Linked DNA regions of Mus musculus: all the other regions are linked to region 4. A link is a contact called in public HiCAR-type and promoter capture Hi-C data. All regions are on one chromosome and are shown on one strand. The core of a region is the stretch at or near the end of the contact, and the rest is flanking DNA. Distances in the headings are between cores, read along the strand shown. Region 1 holds the start of Spag6l (sperm associated antigen 6-like). Region 2 holds the start of Dnm1l (dynamin 1-like). Region 3 holds the start of Top3b (topoisomerase (DNA) III beta). Region 4 holds the start of Cep20 (centrosomal protein 20). Region 5 holds the start of Fgd4 (FYVE, RhoGEF and PH domain containing 4).

Evidence for each region. Promoter capture Hi-C pulls out the DNA fragments that hold promoters and counts their contacts. HiCAR-type assays count read pairs that join an accessible place to other places.
Region 1: a contact with region 4 is called in a promoter capture Hi-C map of hippocampal neurons, with 7 times the contacts expected there. The contact joins the promoter of Spag6l here to the promoter of Cep20 in region 4. A contact is called at or near these places in 3 of 39 promoter capture datasets (cranial neural crest, frontonasal cranial neural crest and hippocampal neurons).
Region 2: a contact with region 4 is called in a promoter capture Hi-C map of hippocampal neurons, with 3 times the contacts expected there. The contact joins the promoter of Dnm1l here to the promoter of Cep20 in region 4. A contact is called at or near these places in 6 of 39 promoter capture datasets (the C10 cell line, cranial neural crest, embryonic stem cells and 3 more), 1 of 115 datasets of contacts at active chromatin or transcription factors (astrocytes) and 2 of 9 other capture datasets (adipose tissue and liver).
Region 3: a contact with region 4 is called in a HiCAR-type map of astrocytes, with 4 times the contacts expected there. The contact joins the promoter of Top3b here to the promoter of Cep20 in region 4. A contact is called at or near these places in 3 of 39 promoter capture datasets (cranial neural crest, hippocampal neurons and pre-B cells), 2 of 115 datasets of contacts at active chromatin or transcription factors (astrocytes and large pre-B cells) and 2 of 9 other capture datasets (adipose tissue and liver).
Region 5: a contact with region 4 is called in a HiCAR-type map of astrocytes, with 4 times the contacts expected there. The contact joins the promoter of Fgd4 here to the promoter of Cep20 in region 4. A contact is called at or near these places in 3 of 39 promoter capture datasets (cranial neural crest, hippocampal neurons and pre-B cells) and 1 of 115 datasets of contacts at active chromatin or transcription factors (astrocytes).

The regions. Positions count from the first base shown.
Region 1 is chr16:16,828,101-16,830,800 of GRCm38.p6, forward strand. Spag6l (sperm associated antigen 6-like) reads right to left here and starts at 1,263. Exons shown (of 11, transcript NM_015773.2): 1 at 1,095-1,263; 2 at 920-1,015. The coding sequence starts at 1,119.
Region 2 is chr16:16,357,766-16,360,465 of GRCm38.p6, forward strand. It overlaps Dnm1l (dynamin 1-like), which reads right to left and starts at 1,266. Exons shown (of 21, transcript NM_001360008.1): 1 at 999-1,266. The coding sequence starts at 1,100.
Region 3 is chr16:16,869,386-16,872,085 of GRCm38.p6, forward strand. Top3b (topoisomerase (DNA) III beta) reads left to right here and starts at 1,351. Exons shown (of 18, transcript NM_011624.3): 1 at 1,351-1,670.
Region 4 is chr16:14,316,071-14,318,844 of GRCm38.p6, forward strand. It overlaps Cep20 (centrosomal protein 20), which reads right to left and starts at 1,262. Exons shown (of 5, transcript NM_025345.2): 1 at 1,224-1,262. The coding sequence starts at 1,251.
Region 5 is chr16:16,598,575-16,601,274 of GRCm38.p6, forward strand. It overlaps Fgd4 (FYVE, RhoGEF and PH domain containing 4), which reads right to left and starts at 1,404. Exons shown (of 17, transcript NM_001301817.1): 1 at 1,204-1,404. The coding sequence starts at 1,354.

The DNA of each region.
Region 1 (2,700 bases), core at 13-2,512, 2.5 Mb after region 4:
ACAAAGGACCAAAAAGGTACAGGGTATTTAAGTTAGTTTTAAAGATATCCTATAATATGCCTGGTGGTAGTGGTGCACACCTTTGATCCTAGCTGTCACAGGAGGCAGAGGCAGGAGGATGTCTGAGTTCCAGGTCAGCCTGGTCTACACAGTGAATTCCAGGACAGTCAAGGCTACACAGAGAAACACTGTCTCCAGGAAGGAAGGAAAGAAAGAAAGAAAGAAAGAAAGAAAGAAAGAAAGAAAGAAAGAAAGAAAGAAAGAAAGAAAGAAAGAAAGAGAGAGAGATATCCAATAAACTAAAGGTTTCTCAAGACAAAATAGTGATAGCAATCTCAGAGTTCAGTTAGTAGCTCATGCTTGATCTGGGCAAATGAAACTCTCCTTCCTCCCTCCTCCCTCCTCCTCTTCTTACTGACATACCTGGCAGGGACAGGGATCTCTCTCTCTCTCTCCTCTCTCTCTCTCTCTCTCTCTCTCTCTCTCTCTCTCTCTCTCTCTCTCTCTCTCTCTCTCTCTCTCTCTCAGAATAAGATCTATGCTAAACAACTTCCAGGAAATTCATACTGCTTTGAATGAACCTGACAACCTGCCAGCGCCACCGCCACCCCCACCCCCACCCCCACCCCACCTCCGCTAAGGGGACTGGAGATTGTACAGGAGGAACTTGGAGGCGTCTCCTTTGACTCACCAGGCACACACACACAAACAACAAAACAAAACAAAACAAAACAAAACAAAACAAAACAAAGCAAACGAACAATACCTCTGCAGGTAAGAAACCCAAGAGGACAGCAGCTAAGGGTTACAGGTACAGCTGATGGGAGTCAGGGGATGGAAGAGGCCAGGGCCTGAGGGATAGGAGAATAGGATAGGGTGGCAGGTGAGACAGGCAGACAAGCGTGGGGTGCAGTCTTACCTGCATTCTGCAGCGTTTCGATGTTTTGGGGTCTTGTCGCCAGCTCTGCCACCATCTGCACGAATTGCGTCCGGGCTTTCTGGTACTGCTCGAACACTGAGGAGACAGACCCGGTAGAGGTGCCCTGTGGCCCGAGACGCCAACCCTCCCGAGTGCCCGCCAGCCTTTGCCATACCTTGCAGCACCTGCCGCTGGCTCATGGCGCCGCACCTGCTTCTCCAGGTCCAAGTGGTGGGCAGCTACCAGGACCTCCGCCACCGTTGAGCTGGTAGTGGGATCCGTTCCTCTGTGTATGCGTCTCCAGGGCAACCGACAGCAACCGGATACAACCACCAGCAAAGGTCGTGACGTCACGGCCAGAGTGGGGAAGGCTGTTACACTTTATCAACCGCTTGCCGGTTGTTGCACCCGCCTGGGGTGGGGAGGGTGTCTCTTGGGCAGAAGACTGTCAGGAGACAAGGTCCTCTACACACCAACCCACCAGAGTGGCTGGTGCGACGCCTACAGGTTGCGGGCACCACACACAGTCAAGAACAACCAAGCATGTAACCACCAAATAATCTGGTTGATAACAGTATTGTCAAAGCAACCTTAACACAGTGTTTTGTTTCTGGTGTATCCCTGGTACACATGACATTTTTGGTTTCCAGATCTCCGAAAACTCACAACTGTATACTTACTTAATTGCACTTAAGACAGCGACTAAGCAGTCTGAAATATTCAGTAGGAAAAGCAGAACAAATAATATAATTAATATCCTATGGTCCAGAATTACTCTTTTTTTTAATTAATTTATTTATTTATTTTCATGTATGTAAGTACACTGTATCTGTCTTCAGATACACCAGAAGAGGACACTGAATCCCATTACAGATGGTTGTGCGCACCATGTGGTTGCTGGGAATTGAACTCAGGACCTCTGGAAGAGCAGTCAGTGCTCTGAACTCACTGAGCCAACACTCTAGCCCCAAGGGTTACAATAAATAACAAGTTTGTGATCTGCATCTCTTTGGCTATTTGGTTTTAAAGTCAAGCTTTATTTTGTGGCTGAGTGACATTTCCAAAACAGGATGGGGACTGTATTAGTCAGGGTTTTACTGCTGTGAACAGACACCATGACCAAGGCAAGTCTTATAAAAAAACATTTAATTGGGGCTAGCTTACAGGTTCAGAGGTTCAGTCCATTATTATCAAGGTGGGAGCATGGCAGCATCCAGGCTGTCATGGCTCAGGCAGAGCTGAGAGTTCTACATCTTCATCCAAAGGCTGCTAGTGGAAGACTGACTTCCAGGCAACTAGGGTGAGGATCTTATACCCACACCCACAATGACACACCCATTCCAACCAGGTCACACCTATTCCAACAAGGCCACACCTTCAGATGGTGCCACTCCCTGTTCCAAGGATATACAAACCATCACAGGGACTATATCTTGAATACAGAGAAACCCAGTTTTCTTTTTCTTAGTAAAGGTATTCTTTGAAAATTTCAAACAAGCATAAATTTAACAATTTTTTAATGCAACAATTTTTAAGCCATATACAGTAGTCCCTCACACCGTGTCATAAACTGGCTTTATAGGAATGAGATCAAATTTCAGACATATTTCAGGGTAAATGTACTTTAAACAAAAGGGTTGTTTGATGTTATTTACATTCTCACACAAAACAGCTGGGGGGAGGGGAGGGTTGAGTGAGTGGTGTGAGTTTGGGTGTGTGGATGGGTGTTTGAAACAGTCTCGCTCTACATAGCCATACATGCCCTGGAATTTACTATGGGA
Region 2 (2,700 bases), core at 16-2,515, 2.0 Mb after region 4:
CCAATTCAGGTAACAAGGTAAATTCTTAGCCAGCTTGAAGTACAGAGTAGGGCTCATCTCAAAAACAATTCTCGCCAGGTGTAGTGGCACACGCCTTTAATCCCTGCACTCGGGAGGTTGAGGCAGGCGGATTTCTGAGTTCGAGGCCAGCCTGGCCAAAGTGAGTTCCAGGACAGCCAGGGCTATACAGAGAAACCCTGTCTCGACGCCCCCCCCCCAAAAAAAAACAAAAACAAAAACAAAACAAAACAATTCTCCCCAGGAGGATAGAGGCACTGAATGGTCTTCCAGAAGTCAATTCCCAGCAACCACATGGTGGCATGGTGGCTCACAACCATCCATAATGGGATCTGATGCCCTCTTTTGGTGTGTCTGAAGACAGCGACGGCGTACTCACAAACATTAAAACAAACAAAACCAACAAAAAACGCCCTCCTCCCCTAAAGTTCTGTTGCTCCTCTTCAGTTCAAAGCAGGCATTTTTTTAAAAAATGAAACTCACATATCTCTGCTATTCTAGATATCTATTCAACATTCTTTCATACAAAATTTGGACTTATCGCCAATACCCCACATAAGGCCTGAGAACCTTATACCAAATTTGGGTCACAGTAACAAAATTACAAACACCAAAGTCATGGTGCTCCTTCCTAACTTTAGGCCTCCAACTACACCCGGGATTTTCTTTTAATCTTATTTTTACTTTGTAATAGCTCCGTGGGCCACCGACTCACCACTAGCTTGCTGCCTGTCTGCTCACAGCAACTCCTGAGTCCGTCGCGTCCTCAGCGGCCGGAAGGAAGCGACAGCCGCCCACACGCCCGCCCGCGCGTCCCCCGAGTGCCCTTGGGCCAAGCCGCGCCGGGCTGTAGGCTGCAGGGCCACTCAGTCCCGCTGAGCGCCCGGGAGCAGAGCGGAGCGCCGAGCTGCCGGCCTCCTCCTGGCGACACCTGCAGGCCTGCGGCCGAGCCAGGCCTCGCAATCGCGGCCTCATCTTACCTGCGTTCCCACTACGACGATCTGAGGCAGCTGGATGATGTCCGCACCCACTGTGTTGAAGACGTCCTGCAGCTTATTGATGACCGGGATCAGCGCCTCCATGACCCCCGAAACACTGGACCCCCAACCCAGCAGGCCACTGCAATGAATGGGGACTCGACCCACAGCCCGCTTGCTTCCTCTTCTCCTCCGCCCTTTCCTCGGGAGCCCGCACCCATTGGGCCGGGCCAGCACCCAGCCCGCTCCCGGCAGGCCACGCGCCACGACAGAGGTGGGCGCGCAAAGGCTGCCGGGAGATGTAGTTCAGGCTGAGTGGAACGCGAAGGCCTATTCTAGAAGGTTTCAGGTATCGACCTGAACTGGGCGGGTAAGGAAGCTGAGACCGTGAATCTGAGTCTACTATAGTCAAAATGCTAGCTAACAGCTAGATGAATAATGATTGTTAGAGTGTTATGTATGAGTATGCCTCCAGGAGTTGGGACACACCAATTTTATGGACAACCATGGAAGACTTAGACAAAAGGTTAACAAGGTCTGTACTACATAGTGAAATCCTGTGTTTATAAGAAGGGATAGAGTCGCCGGGCAGTGATGGCGCATGCCTTTATCCCAGCACTTGGGAGGCAGAGGCAGGCGAATTTCTGAGTTCGAGGCTAGCCTGGTCTACAGAATGAGTTCCAGGACAGCCAGGGCTACACAGAGAAACCCTGTCTCGAACCCCCCCCCCCTTCCAAAATAGGGATAGAGTCTATTAATTAACCAATGTCATTTCCTTATGAGAAGTACTACTTTATGAAGAGCAATCAAGGAAACTATAGGAAAACTTAAAAGAATGTCTCCAGACATTTCTACCGCTCCAGCCTACCCACCAAGAGAGTTTATCTGGTCAAAGTTCTGAGAGTGAATGATAAGCCCTTAGAACTAGACATTCGTATCACACACACCAACTACGACTTAAGGTACAATGCAGAAATGAAGGCAGAAAGAATATAAGAAACCAAGGATTGAGCAGCTGTCATCTACTTACAAAGCTGTAGTTGTAGCCTGAATACATAGCACTATATACCTGCACAAGATTGGGCCCTCCAGCTATCTATCATAGAAACAGGAGGTGCCCATGAAGCTCCATTCTTTCTAAAGGAGCAGTAACTGTGAATGTTTGCTGGAGTTGGGGATTAGCTTTTTCTATTAGTATACCCACTAGGACTAATAGGTGGGAAGAAGGAGTCCTAGAAAGGAAGGGGGAATATCAGAGGGTAATGAGGGTACCAAAATAATCACAATATACTGGATTTTAAGACTGTTAAACATAAATAAAACAGTAACTCAGAGCCACAAACTCCCCAGCCTGAGAGGAGTGAAAAGCCAAGCAAAACTTGTTGCTATCTATTCATGATAGCCATGAGCACTCATAGTCACAAAGTTGTGGATTGTATAACTGGAGGGGTTACTTACCATTCACCTGCAACATATGCCATAGGAGACAGGCTTTACTGTTCAGAACACAGATGGTGGCTGGTTAATAAGTTTTGAAAAACACATAAATGAAAGACTCTGAAGATCCAGAAGTGATTTTTGGACATCTTGGCAAATGTTGTGACCTTCCCTTTTGTCTTTTAAAAACAAAGATTTCAGAATCCAAAACCAAGTGCAGCAGCATATATGTAACCTCAGACTGAGAAGGCAGAGGCAAGAGTCAGCT
Region 3 (2,700 bases), core at 101-2,600, 2.6 Mb after region 4:
CCCTGAGGGAGAGTGACCTCAACTCCCCTTGAGAGGCTGAGCCCCAAATAAGCAGATCTGTAGTTCACTTTAAATGCCTGGTAAAGGGGACAAGAGTTTTCTCCTTAAACCTAAGCCTCATATCAGACCCCAAATATGTGTGGGAGCAGTCACTGGGCCTCTTTAGATGTTCCTCTACCATATGTGAGCACACTAAATAAATCTCCTTCCTCTGCTTTTTAGTATTATCTCTTTTAATTACATTTTTATTTTCATTTCTTTTGTGTTCACATGGCCAGCTTGGCAGCCACTGTCTGCCTGCTGAGCCATCTTATAGGTTTCTTACTTGTCTCGTTGACAAGTTGGGGCTGTCATAGCCAGTCTTGGTAACAAAAGGATGGCTTAAAAACATAAGTTTGAGGCCAGCCTGGGTCCACAGTGAGTTCCAGTGAGTTCCAGGATGGCCTTGGCTACATAATGAGACAATCTGAATATATACATACATATATATATATATATATTTTTTTTTTTTTTTAAGACAGGATCCCACTATTTTGCTCTGGCTGGCTATTCTGGAACTCAATGTGCAGATGAGGCTGGCCTCGAACTCACTGAAATCTGCCTTTCTCTGCCTCCCAAGTGCCGAGATCAAAGTTGTGAGCCACCATACCAGGCTATTAAAAAACGGTATGCTAATAAAGTCATCAAAACTATTTTAAAACTTCCATAATTCTAATACTCTAAAAAAATTACATATTATCTTCCAGATACATTAACACAAGTAGTGTGGTCTTCAAAATTTTAAAAGGTGCTTTGTTTTGTTTTGTCTTGTATAGCCTATAGTCCCAAGCTGGAATGAAATTCACTATGTAGCCCTGAATGACCTCTAACTCGCTGTCTCAACCTTCTGATTGCTTGATTCCTGGTAAGAGCCACCATCCCGCTCACAGATGTTGCTAACACTGAAAAAGCCTGCTATCTGAAATGTTTAAATTATTTTAATTATTGGGCTGGTTAAGTGGTTAAGGACCTGGGTTCAATTCCCAGTACCCATATGGCAGCTCACAACTATCCCCAGTTCCAGGGAATTTGACACCCCCGCACGGATGTGCATATGCAAGCAAAACACCAATGCATATCAAATAAAAATAAACTTTACATTTTTATTTTAATCATTAATTGCATATTTTCATCAGTTCTCGTAATCATACTGACAATCGTCATTAATGTCTTCTCCGGATGATTTTTTGGAGACACAATGGAGACTTGGGGAGCCCCTGCTGCTCCCAACAGGAAGCAGACAGCAAGGCACCCGGAACTCACCAGCCTCGGAACTTGCAGACACCTTAGTGTCGACATCGGAGGGCAGATGAGGGGACGCCACAGACGGACAGAGCCGGAAGTGAGTTCGTGAGTGGCCACCGGGGAAAGCACAGCCGGAGCGAGAGGCGCAGCGGCACGGCGGGTGAGCAGTGGGATGCTGGCTGCTCGAGGAAGCGGAAGACGCTGGCTTTCCCCAGGCATTTCCGGAATGGTAGCAGCGCTCCGACCCGGGCGGGGGCGTGGGGGAGGGTCCTGCCCTGGCGCGGCTTTTTCGCCATCCAGCCCTCGCCGTGGGGCCTCTGGGCGGCGGTGGAGCCGCGTTTAGTGGGCAGTGGTCGCTTTTCCAACGAGCTCCCCGCGGCCCCGAGGTGAGACGTTTCCCCCTAGTTGAGGGTAGGGAAACCGGCTCAGGGAAGTTGTGCTGCCCACAGAGGCTCAGGCCTGCGGTTTGCGTTCTTATCCGAAGGTTCCACTCGCTGCCTCCCGGAGCCTGCTCTGTCTGGAGACCCAGGCTGTTCTCGGACTTGATCTCTGCAGATTAGGAGAAAACTTGGGTAAACCAATGAGCTAGAGTCGAGGGCCAGCTAGTTATGCATAGGGAAGAACGGATGACCTCTCTTAACCTATTTGGAACCCGGCCTTTGGGAACAGGACTGTGAAAAGCCAGGACGACTTGGATTTGATAGCCAGAGAAAGGGGGGAATTTTCACCGTTCGCCAAGGTCCCTTGTCGCTAGTCTGAATTGTTATGCACTGCGATTTATTCTGGCTTTTTAAACTAGGATGATGAGATGGCTCAGCGCTCTTACAACCAAGGTTCCGACCCCGGGAACTCACGTTGTAAAAAGAGAGAGCTGAATCCCACAATTTGTCTTCTGACCTGTGACCGGCAGCATGTGCGTGCCCATACATATCCACACACAAAATAACTGTTTATTTGTTTGTTTAACTTTAACTCCTATTTTATAGCAATGTTGGTAGACAGAGCTGCAGCATACTAGATACAAAGAAGGAGTTAAGAGACAGGCTTATTTTCCTGGATCTGTAGGTGATTAAAAGTCACTGAAGTGTTAAATTCTTAGATTTCCCATGCTTTGCTGACCCCTTTTGGGGCTCCTCAAGTTAAATCCACTACTACATAATACAAAAAGAAACCTCCATATTTACAGTGCTTTCCAAGGGACACTGATTAGTGAGGTGTGGCAAAGAATGGGCAGGTTGTCTTGCTATTCTCTCTTTGCAATCCACACCTAAATAGCCCTTTGCTTACCTAACTCCAGAATAGGACAAACTATAGTGTCAGAGCCTTGGCAGAAAAGACTTGGTATATCATGTAGGTTTATGTTAAGGAGTCTTATTTAAGTGATCATATATAAAAATTTTGGCTAGACATTTTGGT
Region 4 (2,774 bases), core at 12-2,511:
CAAAGCATACCAAGAACCAGAGAACGCAGAAGAACATATATAAGGAGGTCCCCCTCAATTTGTAGGGATAACCTCTGGGCTCTTTTATCATTTTGCTACTTGTAGTCTTATGCTTACAATGCTATTATTATAAAAATGCCTTCAGGAATTGGTCTTAACCCAACTTCTTTTCCATAGACTTTATCTTGAAATCCTATGAAAAGTTTATACAATATACATGTACTATGTATACTCCCATCCCCAGAACAGCTCATTGACTCATGTGAAGTCCCTCCTGGGGACTGAGGTATGTCTGCTTTTGGAATGCTCACCAGCAGTGTCCCCAATACATATGCAGTCAATAGTTACTACATCTTAGTCTCCAAACTATTCCATTTGGTTCTCTCCAGATTTCCATTACCGTTGGCTTAGTCTCTGAATTCCTTGACACTCAGAACTAGGTTTATTCTACGGGAAGCAGAATGGCATGATTAAGCCAGTGCACCTTATGGGGTTTCCACACGAGTCGATTTCTATCTAAATTATCGTGGATGAAATATTCCAACTCTCATGTATGAAATGGACATAGCGTTGCTACACAGAATCAAGTTGGATGAGTTGTTAAGGGTCTGATAGAATCACATACTGAACCTTAACTCCAATTACAACTCAAACGTTAACTCTAATTACTATTCAGAGTTAACAGTATACACGCGTTATTGATGTCTACTCCTTGTTTTGTAGTCCTGGGGATGGAACCTGCATGCACCCTGCACACAACCAACCATTTTGGAAAACCTCTTCCGAAAAATCCTGAAGAGCCGCCAGGATGGACAACTCTGTCTCAGGTTTCTGCCAAAGGACAAGGAGGACCTAGCCATACGTTGTCGTCCGGATGGGCTAGCCGTGCAAATCATTGGGAAGTGTGTCTGTCACCAAATCGTGGCTGTGGTGTTGTCGTGGTCAGCTCGGAACGCAGGCCTTTGGGCGCTGTCTGCTCAGTAGGGTTCTAAGAGATACCCAGAGGTCCTGAGGGGACAACAGATACCAGTCCCTTCCTCCAGCTCAAAGGCTGGCCCTAACATAGCGCATGCGCAAAGGCCGCCCCTGGTGGGCCCTGCCACCCTAGAACGACCCTGGAAAAAGATGAGCCGATGTCCCGCGCGCTCTCCTTCTGTCCCATCCCTATCATATACGGAAGGTTCGACGCTTCCCGCAACCGAGCATCCCCTCAATGCACTCACCAGCTTTCAGTTCCGTAACAGTCGCCATTTTTCAACGGCTGCTGGTGCCACGCCTCTCCAGTGCGTACGCACGGCTCTCGGCGCGGCCTCCAACCAATAGGAGTATGGCTCTGCTAGACCGCGTCTGTGCCTGCGCTCCGGTGATTGGCGAGCCGCCACATGAGACTCCACCAATCAGCGACCGTGTGAGGCGGGCTACACTGCAGAAAAGCTTGGAGCCAGAGCCAAATCTGTACCCAACTGCTTTGCCTTTTGTCGCCGCCCAAGTCCTACAGGTCAAGGTGCTGATTGTTCACCTCCCCTCCCCGCACCTTGGCAGGCTTTGTGCTCAGTCCGAGTCCCAGACACAACCCAGCGTCAGAATTACCTGGAAGACTGGTTAGAACAGACTGCTCTGACCCACCCTTGGGTCTTTCTGAGGCACGGACCAAGAGTTGGTTTTTCTGTCAACTTCCAGAATGCTGTGGATGGATGCTGTTAGTCTGAGAAGTGCCACCTTAAAAATCATCTTACACGGCACCCACTCGAAAGTGAACACTAGGAAGTCTTTACACGCCTCAGGTCAATGATGCCCGTTATACAGAGGAGGAAGTTGAGTGTCTAAAGGAAGATCACTGGCAAATGGTGGAGCAGGTGATAACCTAAACCCAGGCCAGCATCTCTTCAAAGCTTGCTCTCTACACTACCGTTAACACCGAGTACATTTGGAATCCTCGAGTTGTTTGTGGAAACAGCTGATAAAAGATTAAGAAGAACAAACATGGGAATAATACATTCAAAATGTGAGGCAGTATAATGGCAGTTGACTCTCCAGGGAGTCTAAGACACTGGACCCTTAAAATTCTGGACAGCCCAATAGTGGAAGTCTATGAGTGGATGCTAGTGAGCATATTTTCGAGGAAGTAAACTGTAAGAAATAGAAAATATAGACTTTAAAAGAAATCATTGGGTGTTTGTTTGTTTTTGTCTCATCTTGTAGTCCACGCTATCTGGGCATTCACTCTGTAGCTCAGGCTGACATTGAACTAACAACAAACACTCTTTTTGCCTCATTCTCAAAGTGATGAACGCCCCTATACTGCCACAACTTGGTTTTGTTTTTAAATTTGCCTCAGGGAGATAGATGTATGTTCTTCCTAAGATTAGCTTTGTTTTGTTTTTTTTCTGAAGTGCACAGGGTGGCTTTGAATTAGCCCTCCTTTCTTTAGCCTCCCAAGTGCTGCAATGACAGGAGTACATCACCATATCAGGCTTCTGAGATATTTCTTAAAGTGGGTAGCAGTTTTAAAGTTTGAAATCCATTTAGAGGAATGGCTCAGTGAATAAAGTTCTTGCTGCATAAATTTGAAGACCTGAGTAACCTTCGAAACCTGTTCTGTAGCCTTAGAATGGTCTTACTCAGTTAGGCTTTCCTATTTTGTAAAACCATGGTGCCTGAATACTTGGTCAGTAGCTCAGGAAATTAGAAGGATTAACCAATTCTACAGGTGAACAGCACTATTGATATACTGATGAGGAATTCCAGAGGCAAAGCATTATGTGACTTAGTAT
Region 5 (2,700 bases), core at 154-2,653, 2.3 Mb after region 4:
GAAGACTTCAGCAATGGATGGAAAAAAAACCAAAAAACAAACAAACAAACAAACAAAAAACCAGGATAGCTGGGCATAGTGAGTAGTAGCCTGCTTACCCAAGTGCCCTGAATTCTACTCCCAGTATGGGGGTGGGGGAATGGGGAGGGCACAAATAAATAAAAGAGCAAACAGAACCCTTTCTCCTACAAGCATAGCTGCTTTGCAGAAATAATTTATAGACTATACTGTGACTCTTGAAAGAGGATGTTTCATATTTTGATCGTCTCTTCAAAGCATTTGAAAATAAATCTAGTAACATAACAGAGGCATCAGACCAGTGTCTGTGCTGAAAACAACGGGTGACAAAATGCGATGACAAAGCAAACCATTTTCACTTAATAACATTTTCATTCAGTTTGGTGAATCACAGCTAGAACTGGAAGAGATCTCCAGAATACTTTATCAGTTTCTTACTTCTACAGGAAATGATTACAGAGGACTCTCCGTGATCCAGTTCATGCATCATCTCACATCCTGACTTATCTAACGTGAACACACACTTAACACACCATCCATCACGATTTTCTGTCATGTGCCTTCTATAGCTTCGGGACAAGGAATAGACAGCATATTTACCAGTCTCGACATTGATCATATTGATAAAAACACAAAGCTGCTTGCTCAATCATTACAAAATGAAAGTAAAGAAGGGTGAGATTTCTTTTTAAGATTCAAAATATTCAAAAACATAAACATTATCTGAGTGTTTGACTTTTGCCCTCGGGAAGGGAGCGCCAGGGAACTAAGGTCAACTGAGCAGAGGAATTTGGTGAATCTTAAACAGCAGTATATTGAAAAATAGGTTGTACAATTCCTAATAAAGCTTTTTCTAAGGGCACACCTTTAGTTTTTTAAGAACAAGCTGGCCATATTCTTGAAGCTTTGGGAGAAAGAACAAACTAACTAGGAATAGTGTCCTGCGGGGTAACTAACCTGTGAGGATCCCTTTCACAACAGAAGGCAGCCCTTTCCCCCAGGTCCTCAACAGCCAAAGGCACACACCCACACCCACTCCACTCCTAACACCCCGTCAAGCCCCCAACACGCGGCACGCCCTCCGCCAGTCCCCAACACAGGCGTCACGCCCCCAACACGCGCGGCACGCCCCCCGCCGGCCCCCCAACACGCGGCACGCCCTCGCTCCGCTCACCCACGCATTACCTGCGGCCTGGCTGGGTTGCGCGACACGGTCAAGGCGCCGCAATTGCGGCGAAGGCCTGCTCCAGGGCCGGGGGATCCCGGGCGGCAGGTAGGAGCCTGACTTCCGCCGGATGGCCACCCGCCTGAAGTTATGGTCGCTCTCGCTGTTCATGGTGGCCTGCGGTCACTCCCGCAAGCCTTGCCCCGCGCGCGTCCAGGTTGCGCGACTCCCTGCGCTCCCTCCCCGCGCAGGCCTCGCTTCCCGGGCCTGCGCTCCGACTCCGTCGTCGGACTCTCCGGCAGCGGCCGGCCCAGGCCGCCCCCGCTGCACAGCCAATCGCCAGAGTGCAGCGCGGTCCCGCCCGAGCGCCGAAGAGGCTTGGGGGGGACCGGCGTCGCCCATTGGCCCAGGGGAAGGCAGAGTGCACCTGCCTGGCTCACCTGAACCTCAGAAACGCCTCATCAGCTTACTTACCGACCACGCCCTGGGATGCTGGAAGAACAGTCTGGCTGTTACTCACCACACTTTCAAGAGCCAAAGTCTCCCAGGCTACCGCGCTGCAAACTTTAGGTAAGGAAACCCAGCTTTGAAAATGACTGAGAAGCCGGAATTCCAGATGCACCGCCGGCTCTTGGAAGAAGCGAATCAGCTTGCCGGGAGCGCTGTTCAAGCAATAAGGAAGCGCAGCTCTCACCTTAAAGGGAATAAAAGTTTCTTCTGCAGCCCTTTTGAGTAACCATGGCCCAGGAACACAGATTTAGACAACCTCAAATTCCATGTTCCAATGCGGAAGCAGTCTTAGAGTTTCACAGAACAAAGAAAGTCGTAAATCAAGGCAAGTTTAAAGTCCATTGGTAGGTATATCAGAGAGGCGGTTACCAGCAAGATGGAGGTTTTTGAATAGGCTTGAGATACTATCTCGTGACATTCTTAGCTTTGTGGTTGCTAGAAGTCATCTAAGTCAGTCAATAGATTCCAAAGGTTAGTTTAATCTGTTAGTCATGGGATGTTAGTTTTAAAGTAGAGGTGGACAAGAAATGACTGTTCCCCTGGGCTAAAGCTAGGCCAAGGTAAGTTAATTAGCCTCTGGGCTTGCAGCGTTCTAACCTCTCTACAGTACTGAAGTTCTAACCAGCCAGTCAGTCGGTGCAGACAGATTCCCTTCAGATTTCATCCACAGAATAACACTGGTTTCCAGAACAGCACAAGACCCAGTTTATCATGACCACTGTTAAAGATAATGTAGTAATAAAGTCAACAGATTTATGAATATGAAGCAGTTTCCAATGTACATTTCCACGGCAGAAAAAGGACATGACCACAGAGAAAAGACAAAAGTAGCTAACATGGTTACCTGGCTCAAGACAATAGCTTTTTTTTTTTTTAAAGATTTATTTATTTATTATATCTAAGTACACTGCAGCTGTCTTCAGACACTTCAGAAGACACTTCACACACTTCAGAAGAGGGAGTCAGATCTCCTTACGGATGGTTGTGAGCTACCATATGGTTGCTGG